3 separate regions of the Sus scrofa genome follow, and all the other regions are linked to region 1. Evidence: chromatin contacts called from public Hi-C and targeted proximity ligation data. All regions are on one chromosome and are shown on one strand. The core of a region is the stretch at or near the end of the contact, and the rest is flanking DNA. Distances in the headings are between cores, read along the strand shown.

Evidence for each region. Hi-C and Micro-C count contacts between places; a contact is called where the count stands out from the background.
Region 2: a Hi-C map of embryonic fibroblasts shows a contact between it and region 1, with 3 times the contacts expected there. A contact is called at or near these places in 2 of 47 Hi-C or Micro-C datasets (embryonic fibroblasts and fibroblasts) and 2 of 2 datasets of targeted methods (alveolar macrophages and skeletal muscle).
Region 3: a targeted proximity ligation map of skeletal muscle shows a contact between it and region 1. A contact is called at or near these places in 1 of 5 promoter capture datasets (fetal skeletal muscle), 8 of 47 Hi-C or Micro-C datasets (alveolar macrophages, blood, embryonic fibroblasts and 5 more) and 2 of 2 datasets of targeted methods (alveolar macrophages and skeletal muscle).

Annotation. Positions count from the first base shown.
Region 1 is chr3:4,131,987-4,137,087 of Sscrofa11.1, reverse strand. FSCN1 (fascin actin-bundling protein 1) reads right to left here and starts at 2,915. Exons shown (of 5, transcript NM_001146300.1): 1 at 1,961-2,915. The coding sequence starts at 2,792.
Region 2 is chr3:4,237,947-4,243,047 of Sscrofa11.1, reverse strand. All of the region lies in intron 13 of RNF216 (E3 ubiquitin-protein ligase RNF216), which reads left to right. The region is part of intron 3 of LOC106509622 (a long non-coding RNA gene); the gene reads right to left. Among named protein-coding and RNA genes, the nearest start is that of RNF216, 89 kb to the left of the region's middle.
Region 3 is chr3:4,195,626-4,200,726 of Sscrofa11.1, reverse strand. All of the region lies in intron 13 of RNF216 (E3 ubiquitin-protein ligase RNF216), which reads left to right. Among named protein-coding and RNA genes, the nearest start is that of FSCN1, 64 kb to the right of the region's middle.

The sequences.
Region 1 (5,101 bases), core at 1,666-4,165:
CTGCTCCAGTCCCATCTACCAACCTCACAAGCTGCTCCTCAGCCCCACTGGGCTTTCTGCTCCTTCCCGCCCCGGACTCTTGTACAAGCCATGCCCTGTGCCTGCAGCCCTGTTCTACCCACCTGATGCGTGCTACCTTGTATTCATCCTCAGGTCAGGTGTTCTCTTCTGAAAGGCACCTCCTCCATCTAACCTGGGACCCTTGTGTACTTGCTGGACCCCCAGGCCTTTGCTTGACACCTCTGGGGTGTGGCTCATCTCCCAGTGAGAACACTGCACCCAAGAATTAAGGATCCGGAACATGCCCACGTGCCCGTCGTTCAGGCCTCTGCCTGTCTCACTCGCTAGAGGCTCCATGTTTGCTGAATAGTGGGGAGTCCTGCCCCCACCTAGTACTGTGTGAGACTGGGAAGAGGAGACCCTGAGCCCCCGAGGCTGGTGGCATCAGGGAGTCCAGATAAGAGCCTGTTCTGGAGTCAAACCCAGTTCTGCGTGCTGTTTACTTGCTGTGTGACAGTGGCCAACTGGCTTCACCTCTCTGGGCAAACCCAAGCACAAAACTGCCCCCTCGGCAGAGCCCAGGCAGAAGGGGGGCCTCCCGACCATGGAATCCCATCCAGCTATTCCCAGAGCCTGAGCCCAACGTCCCATTCAGAGGAGCAAGAGCCCCAAAGGCCCCTCCGCTGGGAAGGAAAAGACTGCCTTCTTCGCCAACGACGAGCGAGGACGCCCGAAGGAAGCGAAGCCGCCTGGGGAAGAATCTAAGAAAGGAAAGGGGGGCTCACTGCTGGCGCGCAGGCTGGTAGGAGGAAATGGCCAGGCCCGCGGGAGGCCGCGGCAAGAGGACGCATCGAGTTGCAGCCAATTGTTCCAGGAGGGATCTTGGGGGATGGGTTCCCTCGAGGGTAGGGGGCCTCCCGAGGGTGCTGGTTAGGGTCTCCCGGCTCGCGCGGAGGCTCCGGCACCCGCAGAGCAGAGCGCCGCGGCCGGGAGACGTGCGGCGGGTGCAGGACAGGGTGCCTGGCGAGCCGCCAGCCGCGCCACGCCGTTCCGGAGCCCGGGGCGCGAGGAGGGAGGCCGCCTCCTGGGGCGACTTCGGAAGGGGCACTGGGCCTGGGGGCGACGCGGTGGCGGGGGAGGGGGGTCTTCGGCAGGAGGGACCCGCGGAAAGCCCATCCCCTCCCCCACCCCGCCGCATCTGGTTTTCCCATCTGCAGAGACCGAGCAGGACAAAGGGGGCGAGGGAGGGCCCTGTCGAGGAGCCCGCCCCCCGGCTCACAAAGGCCGCGGCCTCGAGCGCGGGGCAGACGCGGGAGGAGGGGCCGGGGGGAAGGGCAGACCCTCGGGGCGACCCCCTTCCCGCAGAAGCCAACCCCTCCCGGCCGAGAGAGGGGGTGGGGAAAGGCCCAGGGGGCCAGGAGGTGGAAGTGCACCCTGCAGAGATCAAAGCTCCCCTATCCCGCCGGCGAAAGGCTGCCCAAAGGGAGCTGGGGCACGCCCTGCGCCGGAGGCGACCCCTCGCCTCCGCCCCTGAGCTGAAGGCCCGCTGACGGGGGCGGGGGTAGGAGGGGGGGCACGAGGAACGGACAAGGGGCGTCCCCTCCCCAAGACTGGGTCTGCAGATACCCGGGATCTGCGCGGGGAGGGAGGACCCGGACTGGGCGGGGAGTTCGGAGGGCGCCACTTGGGGTGGAGCCTAAGCGCGGCCTAGGGAGTCCCAACTCCACGGCGGAGTGGGGGCTGTGCCTCTGCACCCAAGGACAGGGAAAGCCGCTTCCTCGGGGCCGGAGCGCACGGCCCGCGGCGGGGTGGGGTGGCCCGCGCGCCCAGCGGGGGCTCGCCGGGCGTCGCTCGGGATGGCAGACGCGCCGCGGGCGAGAAAGGGCGGGAGGCTGTGGGGACGGGGGTGGGGTGCGCTTTGTGCACAGCCCGAGAGGCGGGGGGCGGCGTCCCCACTCACCCTGGCGCGTGGACACGTTCCTCTCGTTGGCAGCCTGCAGCACGACTTGGGCGCAGCTCTGCTCCAGGGCGAAGAGCTCGTCCTTGCCCACCTTGGTGGCCTTGCCCGCCTTGAGCGTGCCGCTGGGCCCCGACGGCGCCAGGTAGCGGCCCTCGCAGTCGCGGAAGGCCACCTTGCCGGAGCGGAACTCGAGAGTGTAGCCTGTGGCGGGCTCAGGTTGCTCCACTAGGCGCCCGTCGTGGCGCAGGAAGCGGTGGTCGGCCGTCTGCAGGCTGTAGCGCTGGTCCTGGAAGGCCAGCGTGATGAGCGAGTCGACGCCCCAGGGCACGTCGCGGTCCACTGAGATCTCGTCGGCGGGCCGGGCGCTCAGGTGCGCGTAGCGCTTGCGGGCCAGGCTGTAGATGTTGACCTGCGGGTGCATGGCGATGTGCACGCTCCACTTCTCGGCCGGTGACACGGTCTGAGCGAAGCACGACAGGCGGTCCTCGGTGCCGCCAAAGTAGCGCCGGTGCGCCTCGGACTGCAGTGACCAGCGGCCGTCGTCGTGCGCCACGATGAGAAAGCGGCAGTCGGCGTCGGGCACCTCATGTTCGCAGGTCACGTTGCCATCCTTGTCCGCCGCCAGGTAACGGCCCAGGTGGCTGCGCAGGCACATGGCTGCACCGCCCGCCTCGTCGGGCGGCTGCTCCAGCGTCCAGATCTGCTTCTTCTTCAGGCTGCTGGCCGAAGCGTTCACCTTGAACCCGAACGTCTCGGCCGTCAGGTACTTGTTGCTGCAATTGATGAGGCCGAACTGGATCTGGAGGGCCTCGGCCGTGCCGTTGGCGGTCATGGTGGCGGCGGGCTGGAGGCCCCGGCGCGGCCCGGGAGGTCGGTGGCGGGTCCCTGCGGCGGCGCCCTGCTCCTTTGTTCTACTGCCGCGGCCGTGCGCGCACCCTCAGCAGCGCTCTACAAAGCCGGCCCGTGGCGCCCTAGCCCCTTTATAAGCGGGGTGACGTCAGCGCCGCGAGGTCCCGCCCCCGCCCCGCCCCGCCCCGGGACGCGCCGAAGAGGGGGCGCGGGGACCCGGGGAGCGAACAGGGTCGCGCAGGGGCTGGGAGAGGCGCGGGTGGCGGCTCGGCTCGCAGCGTCCTCTCCTTCGGCGCGGCCGGCCTCTGCGGTTCCCCCCACTTCGGGCCGCCGCCCACTTCCCCCAATGCCAGGGCCCCACCCTCGCAGCGCCGCAGCCTGAGGACTCCCTCAGAGCCAGGGACCCCTCGGAGGCCCCCTACCCCAAGCCCAGCCGGGAGAAAAGCCAGCCAGGTTTGAGGCTGTGATGGAGACGGTGGAGAGCCGCAGAGCCATCAGAACTAGGACGAGGCGGTCCGGAGGCTGCTCAGATGAGGTGGCCTTAGAGCAGAGCCTTGAAGGAGCTGAGAGGGGACCCTCTAAGGGCCTGTGGGCGGAAGGGATGGGAGGAGGACACCAGGAGCTGGGGAGGGCCCTGCAGACCCCAACTCATCCAACCCAGGCCTTGCGGCCTCCCGAACAGAGGCTGTGTTTCTCCGAAGCTGCCTTCCTACGCCTTTGCCCTGAAGGCCACTGAGACCCCTCCCTGTGGCCCAGGTCCCCAGCCCCCCCCTGGCCCAAATAGGTCTCCTTGGTAGTGGAGATGAGTGACAGTGGCCCCATTCTGAGGAGGCAGAAGCCACGGGGTCCTGGTGAGGTTCACCAGGTATGGGGTGAGCAGCGTGCCCTTGTGCTGAGCGGGTCAGAAGCAGGATGCAACTCGGGCAGCACAGCCCTGAGGGGCGGAAACCCGGTCTCCAGCCCAGCACACCTCCCGCTTTATACCCGCCCCCAGGCCCCCACTTCATTGGATGCTGAGCCCAGCACCCAGGAAGGGGTGATGTGGGCTCCTCCTTGAGGGCCTCCGCTCTCCATCCTCCTCCCGCGAAGTGGACCTTCCCTGCAGACGGCCCATCCCCACCCCCGGGGAGGAACACTTCCCTTTTCTGAGCATCTCGGAAGGCCAACACTTTTGCTGGGACATTCCCCACATGCCTGCAGGCCCCTGGAATGCCAGCATGACCACAGGCTGCCCACAAGGTCTCCAGGCCAAAGGCAGAGGGCACTGAAGTAGCTCCCGGGCTGGTTGGGCTGTGCCTGTGCCTCCCAGCCAGGCAAACCCCTCCAGGGATTTTTATCTTTCAGGGGAATTTTGGGTTAACTGTCTCATCATGGTGGGTCAAGTGGGTTAACTGGCAGGGCTGCTGCCTCTCAGTCCGGCCAGGGGCGGGAGCTGGTCCAGGCCTTCCCAGGTGATACTTTCAAGGGGTAGAAAGACTAGCCAGGCGAGCTGGGCGTGGTGGCAGCCTGGCTTCCTGCACTGGGCTTCCTGGGTTCACACAAACCTCCCTGGTTCTTGGTTTTCCCACCTCTCTAAAGGGCATAACGACAGCACCTGCCCCTGGAGAGAAGTTGAGACGACAGAAGCAGCCAACACCCATGACCGTGACTGAGGGGGTCCCTGGGACACGGCCCTCAGTTTTCAAACCAGGAAGGTCTTGGGCAAACCAGACAAGTTGGTGATGACACATGTCAAGCCCCTAGAAAACAGTGCCTGGCACGTCACGTAGTCAGTGCTCAATAAATGCTGGCTGGTCCTGGGGACACAGACAGGCCAGACCCCCTCCAGCCTCCAGGGTCCCCAGGAATCCCCAGGACCCGGTCCTGTCCTGTCGTCTGAGCACTGGTGGAGTACAAGGTTTAGGGTCAATCGGTGAGGAGCAGGAGCCTTGTGCCGACATGCCCAAGAGAGCGGAATGAAATGGGGCAGTGGGGGGATGGGACATAGAAAGGGGACCTTGGATTTCCCCACAGACAAGGGCAGCCCAAGGCAGTGAACAAAAGAGAGCCTGAAATGTTGGGGGAGATCAGGTCCAGCCTGAGACTGGGTGGGACTGGGTGATCGGGGCTCAGTATGTAAAGAATGTGGAGCTGCAGTGGGTTAAGGAGCTGGCGTTGCTGTGAGCTGTGGTGTAGGTTGTAGATGTAGCTCAGATCCTGCGTTGCTGTGGCTCTGGCGTAGGCCGGTGGCTGCAGCTCCGATTCGACCCCTAGCCTGGGAACCTCCATACGCCGCGGGAGCAGCCCTAGAAA
Region 2 (5,101 bases), core at 1,353-3,852, 110 kb before region 1:
GATTATGACTCGCTGAAGGCTCAGGTGATGTTAGCATTTTTCAGCAGTAAGTGTTTTTTATTTGAGGTATGTACACTTTCTTTAAAAGAAATAATGCCATCGTACGCTTAATGGACTACGGTATAGTATAAACATAACTTTTATATGCGTTGGAAAACCACAGAATTCATGTAACTCATTTTTTTGAGTATTTGCTTTTTGCGGTGGTCTGAAAGTGAACCCATGATATTTCCAAGGTGAACCTGTATTTCATCGTCTTTATCCCTTATAATCAGGCATTGAGTGGTAAAAGCAGCTGCCTCTCTCTCCCTCTTGGCCTGCCTTAGAAGAGGCTAGGGGACTGGTAGGTGGACACAAGCGGCGCCACCGTGCCTCCTTCCTCCTGGGGGCTGGCGCAGCCCCTCACCTTTCTCCCCTTGAAACCCTCAGAGGTTGACAGCTGACTTTGTGGCAGGTGGTGCAGTCCATTTCAGAGCCAGGAAGCTCCAGACCCTGAGCTCTCACTGTGGTCTCCGAGGGCCTGAGGACAGAGCAGCAGCCTGGGTGTTTGCCAACCTCCTTTACCCCCAGGAAGCCCGCATTGCTCTCTCTTGCCCCCAGAGAACATTCCACTGCTTTTCTCACCCAGTGAAGCTGCTTTAGGTGGTTAAAATGTTGCCACTTTCTAGAAGACAAATCACAGAACTTCCTGTTCCGTTCATAATGAAGAGGCCTTGCCTTTCTCCTGCGTCAGCGCTGCTTGGGACAAGGACTTTTGCTGAGCTTTATTAAGCTCTCTGTTTTGAGAATTCTGTTTGGAGATGAGAAGGATCATTGATGCACTGCTCTGGGTCTGGCCCTGTGCTGGGTGCCGTGAGGCTGTAAATAGCAGAGGAATCCATGGCTTTTGCTTATGATGCAGCTCATGAGACAGTCTGGCAAAGTGGTTAAGACAGGGATTTAAACGCTCCTGTTAAACCTGCTCATGCTTTAATTCCTGCTCTTCCACTTCTTGGCTTTGTGACCGAGGATAGGTATGTCGTCTCCCTGGGCCGCATTTCCTTTTTGTGTGAAATGAGAACAGTTGTACCTGTCTCTCAGAGCCTGGCGAGAAGTAGATGGCATGTCAGTTGTATCTCAGTGAAGCCACAGTTGGCAGCAGGGAGGGGACATTCGCCAGTGTGATGATGTTTGTAGCTGAAGTGCCCACTCCACCACCCGGCACTTCCTCAGTCGGTAAACAGCAGCTGCCCCAACGAGAGACGCGGAGCCTGATGCCGACAGTGTGTGCAGGGCAGTGCGGGCTCAGGTAAGGAGAGGAACTCCTAGGAAACTCCTAGGAAGGAGGAACCTCTCCCAGGTTTGTCAGGGCTGCTACCGCCAGAGCCGGGAGTTCACCTAAGGTGGACAGATGTAAAATCCATCAGGAAACCAGAAGAGGACTGCTGGCTTACCTTAGTTTTTCAAACATGTACTCCGAAAACTAAGTTCTTACTAATATGCCACAAGAGAAAAGGGATAGGGCTTTGAAGCTCGATTTTTTGCTCACCGGTATGTTCTGTAAGACATGACCACTGTCACTTCAGCCCACATGTCCAAGTTCAGAGAAGGACGCTGTCTGCCCTGGGGAGAGCGGAGTCCAAGGCCGCTCGTGGGTTTGCTCTCTGTGTCTCGGTGGCCTGGTCTGCAGCACTGCTGTGTCCCTCTTCTTGGGCTTCTCATTGATTTTTTTTTTAATCTCTATCCAAAAGGATTGACCTCTCGGGGATTGACATTCAAAGAGACGAGTGTAGGAAGGGCCTAGAAACAAAAACGATGGTACATTTTGCTAGAAAACTCACAATTGGTCACAAAGGGAAGATTTTTTAAAATCCCTGGTTCTTCTCTATGACCCATCGGTTGTGGGCTTCCTAGGAGGGTGCTGCCCTTGGCGTCTTGACTGTCGCCCCACCTACCCGCAGTGGGCAGGCCTGGAGTTGGGGCTGCTCACCTTTTACCGTCCTTGTGACGAAGGGGCATGCCTCTTTGTCTTTTGTTGTTTTGGTCTCTGTAGTACTTAAAAAGACACTCTGGATTACTAGGTTTGGATGGGCACTTTATGAAAATAGAAACTGTGACCCTTTTTCATGGTTTTTGTGGCCACCGATAGCCATTGCTTATCAGACTCATCACAGCCTAACCCTGTTTACAAACTGTATAGGGAACAGAAGCTTTGAGGGCCTCTCTTTCTGGAAACCACATATTACTCGTTTAGTGCATTTAGATGTTTTGCTGGAATAACTTAATGCATTTTTCTGTGCCTCTGGCTTCATCAAAGAGAGAGATGCATTTTGATTAAGTCTTTAGAAATCTCACATTAAAAAATCCCTCAAGAATTGATAATCTACAAAATATCTGTTTAGAGAGTCATTTGCCTCCTATTTGTCCTTACACAAATTGTGTGTTACTGGGTGTCAGCATCTTAATTTGTTTTTGCGACCCTCTTGGTGGTGTCCTTGAGGAAGGAGTGTGTGGACGTGGGTGTGGTGCGTGTGCGTTGGAGTGCGAAGCAATAGTGTCCCCTCTCTGCATTCTCAGCACAGAGCACTGCAGTGTTCCCAGCCTTCCAGGTAGAAGAGAAATTGTTGCTATGGTAATAACACAAGCCTGAGAACACCCTGTTTCCCCGTGGGTGTCTGTATCGGGGAGGAGGAATGTGGCCGAGGGAAGTGGTAGCAAAGAGGAATGTTGAGGGCATCAGGCAAAATCAGAGGGAAGCCTAGGCTAACACTGCTGCTGGATGGAATTTCTCGTGTTGACTGTTGAATTCAGGGTCGTTTTCTGATTGCTGCATGGTGGCTGAGAAATGGCAATGGCCTTTTACTCCTCCTCCCTGACTTTGAGACACACATGGAGAGCATGAGAAGGGCCTCTGTCACCTCTCTAGGCCCCAGAGGCCACATGGCCTTCTCCTAGACCATGGGTGGAGACAAGTGTCTGTGTCCCTGGCCAGTGTACTGCTCCAAGGGGGAGCGACCCCCCAGACACACAGCACCCACTGCCCTTTGTCTCTAGTATAACAGGCTAGGGAGCCAGCCTTGCCGCCTCGGTCAAAGCCACGTGGCAGCCATGTGCTCTGTGTCTGCATTCCATGCTAAGGTCCTTGAGCAGATGGTCTCGGAATCCCCTTGGTAACTCAGAGCTGTGCTGAGAACCTAAGTGCAGTCCACTGAGGTTGGCATGAGGAGCACAACCAAAATCTAGTGTGCCTGCTGTGCCAGAAAGACAGAGCCACGACAGTCAGGTGCCTTAAGGTGGGAGTTTGGCATCACCGTGAGACAAACAGAAGTCACAGCACCTGCCAAGAAAACTGTCCCTGGGTTTTAGGGGCTTTCCACTTCTTAGCCACTCAAAGTCATGCAGCTAGCAGGTGGCAGCATCAGAAATCAAATGCAGGTTTTTCTTACCTCTCATTATTTGTGGGTTTTTAGGTGTGATTTTTGATATGATGGGTTGGTTTTAAGAATCCTCATCTTTTGGAGATACAAACTGAACTACTTGAAATGAAATGATAGGTAGTCTGGGGTTTGCTTTGAAATTATGTTGGAAGAAGAAGAAAGAGAGTGGATAGGGTTTAGAGAAGCCAGGATTGACCATAGACTGATAATTATTAGACTTGACGGATGGGTACATGAGGTATACTACCTACTTTTGTATGTATTTAAATTTTTTTCATAATAAAAAGTTGATTTTAGGGGAGTTCCCATTGTGGCACAGCAGAAATGAATCCGACTAGGAACCATGAGGTTCCGGGTTCGATCCCTGGCCTTGCTCAGCGGGTTAAGGATCCGGCATTACCGTGAGCTGTGGTGTAGGTCGCAGATGCGGCTCAGATCCTGCGTTACTGTGGCTGTGGTGTAAGCTGGTGGCTACAGCTCTGATTGGACCCCTAGCCTGGGAACCTCCATATGCCGCAGGTATGGCCCTAAAAAAAAGACAAAAGACCCCCCCCCCAAAAAAAAAGTTGATTTTAAAACAAGCAAAGCAATCTAGATATGTTTGACTTTCCTAGGTCTCTGCTCTTACCTACTTTGCTTCGCTGTTCGGAGGGCACCTTGCTCTTAGAAACTGGAAAGGCCCTCCACTCAAATGTTCAGTGACTTTTTAAGAGATGAGGAAAATTGGTAACATAACAGGAAAATGTCAGCAGCTCTCTGTGGGAAGATTAAAACTGGTCATCCTGGAGGAGGTGAGGCTTCATGTGAGTAGTTTCTCTGTTGGTACAAGATTCTTCCATGCACGTTCTGGCGGCCTGGTGTTTTGCAGCTTCCCTGAGGAAACAGCCTTGGGCTGCCCAGAAGGAATCCAAGATGGCTCGCAAGACCGAAATGTGGCCAGCGAGCCGGGTTCCAGGAGCCTGGGACTCTGCGCAGAGCCCTGCCCGAGGGCCTGGACAGGTTCTCCCTTCTCTAGGATGACTTGCGCATGCAGTCCAGCCTCGAGGCTGCGAGAGACCAGACGACCTTTCCAGTGTCCTTCCAGTCCAGAGTCTTGGATTTCTAGAATACTGAGGGTTTTCCAACTGCCATTGGCATTTGCTTCTCAAAGAGAAGTAGGCTAGGAGAATTTCTCAGATCAAATCCCTGTAGCCTCATAAAAGCACTTCTCAGTTTTATTTCCCATCAGAAGTATATATGAAAAGCATTTTAAGTTTCAAAAGCTCCCTATGTCTAAGGAGCTGATCCAGATTCTAGCCCAGAGAGTGGAACAGATCACAGTGTTTCTTCCTTTGTCTCTGACAGCAGCTTGTCCTTTTGCCTTCCTCTCCCCTCTTGTGTCACATTTTGCTGCTGAAAACATCTGTTGCTGCCTGTCCTGTTACCACAACCCTCCTACCTCCAAGGCCCTTTTGCCTCCCACAAAACCCTCCTTTTTTCCCCCAAGGCCATCGCCCACTCTGACCTCATTTTATCTCCTGGCGTGGATGTTTCTCCAGGCAGCACCCTTGCCCCTAAACGCTTCAGAGCGTGGCCCTGCCTGCCGCACAGGTCCTTAGCGCTCTTGCTCTGGACTCACTCCTTCCTTACTCCGCTTTGCAGTGACAGCAGGAGGAATTGGGATGGTGAAGCTAAATAGACCCCAG
Region 3 (5,101 bases), core at 662-3,161, 65 kb before region 1:
GAAAGTCATCCATATTTGAATAATAACTACTGTAAGTGAACTGGTATTTTTGTGGTTATCCTGACAAAAGTAAAATTGAACTTATGTTTATTCCAGGGAAACATTTACTGCCCACTCTGTCTTAGAAGTCCTGGTCCCCATAGCATAGTAAAAAGCAGGCAGCTGTGGCCATGATGTAACTAACTGGCTCTCTGCCTTTCCCAGTCAGTATTTCTCAAGCATTCCTCTCCCAGGCTGCGGAAGTCTCCAGTGCCTTTATAGCTTTCTATCCCTAGGGGGCAGCATTAGCGCAGAAACCAAATTTATGAGCCGCCTATTCTGATTTGTCACCTAATCCTGTTGGATCGAAAGGAAAAGAGGGCTGGGCTTCTTTCTAATCGACAGGAGTAAGACGTTGAGATTTCTTTTTTCAAAATCTGCTTCTGTGAATAAAAAACAGTAAGGTGCGCATCCAGTGCACATATTTCTTAAAATCCCCATAATTGTGTGTGTGACACCATCAAAAAATAAGAACGGTGTAGAATCTTCTCTAAAGAAGTCCATTCCTCAGTAATGTGCCTAGCCACACCCAGATTTGAATTTCTACATTTTTTTTTTTCTTTCACGGCTGCACCTGCGGCATATGGAAGTTCCTGGGCCAGGGATCAAATCTGAGCCACAGCTGTGACCTTTGCCACAGTGGCAGCAACTCCTGATCCTTGACCCACTGCATCGGGGTGGTGGTGGTAGGGGGCTCAAACCCATGCAGCCACAGAGACAGCACCAGGTCCTCAACCCACTGCACCACAGCAGGTACTCCAGATTTCTCCATTTAGAACCCAAAGGTTTTTCTGCTTCAGAGAGATTGTTTACTCTGAAGGAAAGAGAGAAAACCCCTGCAGGGAGAGCTCAGCTTCTTGAGAGATGTGGTGTAATCCAGTAATTACAAGACATCCTTAAAAGATTAATGTTTGAATTTTGTTTGTCCTTTAAGAAATGTGGACCCAGACAGGCTGGACTTGTCTTCTTAGGGGTAGGGGAGTCAGGAGGAACCTGTGATCTGACCTCAAGTGGTAACTGACCTTCCAGAGCCCCCGGACGGGGGAAGGAGTGAATCAGGCTGACTGCAGATTTTTTGGTCCCGACCCCTCTAAACTAGAGGTTCTCACAGGCACCACAGTTTGTAAGGCCCCCTTCATCGGAAATGAAGAGAGATCAGTTTCCACATATTAACACTGTAGAAGAAAATCAGCAAAATATAAGCAGTACTGTCTCAGCACCATATGTAAGCATTCGGCCATTAGCTTATTGGTAATAACAGATCTATAAGTTTTGTGCATTAGGTTGGGGGAGGGGATTAGGGAGCAAAGAAAGGAACCCAATGAAAAAAGTGTACGCCTCTATCCTAAAGGCACAAACGCTAATGAAGTGTCCTGAAACTATCTTTTATATATATGTAACTTACTCTTCTCATTATATTTTTGTATAATTATAAATACGAAGATTTGATAGGGAGAAGCTGATGTTCTTTTGGGAAAGGGGGGTCACTTTACTTCGAGGCTCCACAAGCCCTCTTCCCGTGTAAAATGCAGACGTCCCAGGAGTCGGGGTGGGGCTGAAACTCTCTGTATGGAGAGGAATGTGCTTTTTCTTGCCAGCCTTCATCTCTCTGCAGTTTCTCGTACATGCAGCCCTTGTGTGTGTCAGGCCCTAGAAATCCAGCGATACCTGAGACATAGTGCGAAAGATTGTAACCTCTTCTCAATCAGGACTGACTTACTCACCAGTGTGTCCGCATGTGGCGCAAAACAGACGCTCAAAGGAGAGCATTTTTTGAATAGATGAATTGAACCCTCCATTCCAAGTCTGTAGCCATCAGCAGGCGTAGTGCCTGCAAGGAGTGCTTGGCTCCTTGGAGAGGTGATGTCATCCGATAATTACGAGACACTATTAAAAGCGCTGGAATGGAATCGCAGCCAAGTGCTCTAGGAGTCCAGGGAAGGAGTGCCAGCTTTGGCCCGGGTCATTCAGGTTTCCCAGAGCCCCCAGTATTTGAAATGAGAGCTGATGAGGAGGTGTTGCCAGCAGCGAGGGGACGTCCAGCAGAGCTTTGTGAGGTTGAGGGTGTCGGACATGCAGCACCGGCAGGAGGCCAACCCCGCTGGCCCTGAGTGCCGGCTTGGGACTGGCTGGGAGGCCTGGGACAGCCGCTTCTCTGAGCTTCTCTCCTGCTCCATCCTGCTCCCACTGCTCTACCAGATACCCTTCAGCTCTGCAGGGGCCGTCCCTCCCGCAGGCCCCCCCGCCCCGTCCTCTCACCACGCTTCACTTCCCCTGGCTGCTGCCTGTCTTCCCAGAGCACATTCCTATTCGGTGGTCCAGCCACTCCCACCCGCCCAAAATGTAGACTCTAGGAGGGCGGGGACTTCACTGGTTCACTGACCCTTTGCAGAGAATAGTGCCTGGTGGGCATGGCGGGCTCCTAGGAGGTGTTTGTTGAAGGAGGAAATTGAGGGTGTTAGCATTCCCTTCAGCGCAGCACTCAGCACTCGTCTCCGCTACCGGTATCCGTCTCTGCAGCAGAACTGGGACCTGGAGCGGAGGTGATGCCGGCCATGATCTCACATACTGTCACCAGCAGGTCTTCATGCATCATAGTCCCAGCCGCCTTTGGGGAGTTAGTGGCAAGTATTTACAAGGCAAAGCCCATGGGCTGGTTGAAGGACCCAGGACTGATCCTTGGTTCTGGTGTGGAAGGCTCACACTTGTACATCTAATGGGAACCTAAAAACGCACTTCTTGGAGTTCCCTGGTAGCCTAGCGGTTAAGAATACAGCATTGTCACTGCTGTGTCTCGGGTCACTGCCGTGGCATAGCTTCAGTCCCTGGCCCGGGAACTCCTACATGCCATGGGCACAGCTTAAAAAAAATTGAAAAATAAAAACACACTTCTTGAGTGTGGCTCAGCAGTTAACAAAGCCAACTAGGATCCATGAGGATGCAGGTTCGATCCCTGGCCTCGCTCAGTGGTTTAAGGATTCGTCGTTGCCGTGAGCTGTGGTGTAGGTTGCAGGCACAGCTCAGATCCTGTGTTGCTGTGGTGTAGGCGTAGGTGGGCAGCTGTAGCTCTGATTTGACCCCTAACCTAGGAACTTCCATATGCCATGGGTGCGGCCCTAAGAAGCAAAAAAAACAAAAACAAAAACAACACTTCTTCAGTGCCCCACCAGACATACAGCTGGCTGAAAGCGGCAGGAGCAGCTACTTCCTCAGGTGTCTCCAAAGACTGCTCTTTGACTGGCGGGTTCCTATCATTATCATTAAGCAGCGATGTCCTCAGGTTTAAACCTAGGCCATCCTGCCCCTGACTGGGCCGCTGCCAGCTCTGCAGGAAGCATGGGGAAGCAGGCATCCTGCACAGCTGCAGCTGGGCGTCCACGACTTTGATAACCCTGACGTCGGTTCTGTGCAGCCCTGCTCATCTTTTTTCTCTGCTCTCTTTACACAAGATGCCCATTGTAACCTCAGGGCTTGTCTCAGACCCTGTGCCCTCGGGTTTCCAGTAAACAAGGACCTGTTGGTGCTGGCACACACCATGCTGGCGAGCAGTGAGAAGAGGGTGGAAAGTGCAAATGGCTCTGAGCAGACTTGAGTTCATAGCTCTGTGATTTTAAACAAGTTAATTTGCCTCTCTGAGCCTTCCTTTTCTCATTTACTTAAAAAAAAAAAAAAATGGGGCGAGTGGCCAGTACTTCCCTCGTGGGATTGCTGTGTGAAGGCTGAGTGAACTGTGTGTGTAAGACAGCACCTGTACCGAAAGATGCACAGGTCTGGAACCGTGGGCCAGTTTTGCAGGGTCTAGGGGGGTGTCTGAGTTCAAGACCCTTGTTGAAGATGCTCCCTTACATAAAATAGATAAGCAACAAGGATTTACTGTATAGTATAGGGAATTATATCCAGTATCTTGTAATAATCTCTAATGGGACATAATCTGCAGCAACAACAACAAAAATCCCAAAACACCTGAGTCACCATGCTGTACACCTGACACTAATGCAGGATTGTAAATCAGCTCTACTCCAACAACAATGAACTTTAAGAAAAGATGCTCCTACCACGTACATGACAGTTCAATGGGAAACTCGTCTAAAGAGCCCAAACTGGGAAAACGATCTCCCTCTAAAAATAACAATGAAACTTCTTTCTGAAGCCACATGTGAGACATGGTCCTCTTGCTTCTAACAAGAAGACAGGCATGTTGCCATTTGCAGGCACAGGTCAGCCTCACCTCTTTGAGGCCCAGCATTGGCGCCACTTGCTTTCGGAAGGAGGTTGGGGCCTCCCTTGCAGAGAGCCGTGAGGGAAGTCGGGCCCAGAATTGAATCCACTCAAGGGCTTCATGCCGCAGAAGCTATTTACTTGGCCCCAGTTCAGTGAGGGTCACTGCAAGTCCTGCACCCTAGGCAAGCCATCCTCCTCCGCGAGCAGCCAGCATGATCTTTGGAGAGAGTGAGTCAGTCCGCTGCATTTCCCACCCTTTTAGACTGGCTTTCCACACGCCTCCTTCCAGCCTCAGCGCCTTGACCACTGTCCACTCTCAGCCCTCCCCTTGGGCTCCCGCCAATACCAACTTCCTCACTGCTCTCTCCCGTGCCAGAACCTTCTCACATCCTCTTCCTTCTGCCCAAAACACCCTTCCCCCATATCTGGCTAACGTTGCTCATCCCTCAGGGCTCAGCTTCAACTTCACAGCCTCAAAAAAGTCTTTCCTGATCCCTGGGCGGTTTTACAGAACTCAGTGCTTTGCCGCCGAAATGTTCCTGTCAATGGTAGCTATATCTCCTACTTGTTAAATATCTGTTTTCTTCACCAGAACATAAACTCCAAGAAACTAGACATTGAGTCTAACTTGCTTCTTGCTGTATCCTTAGTATCTCATTCAGCCCTCAGCAAATGATAGAAATTCAGCAAATGTATGAGTGAATAAATAAGCTCTTCTGAAATTAAACTTATGTTCTCACCTCTGCCGCCCACCCTCATTCAAATCTGCACCTCCTCCTGTATCACATGATCCGAGTCCATGATTCCCCCAACCCAGCCCCGTAGACTCCCCACTGCCGCT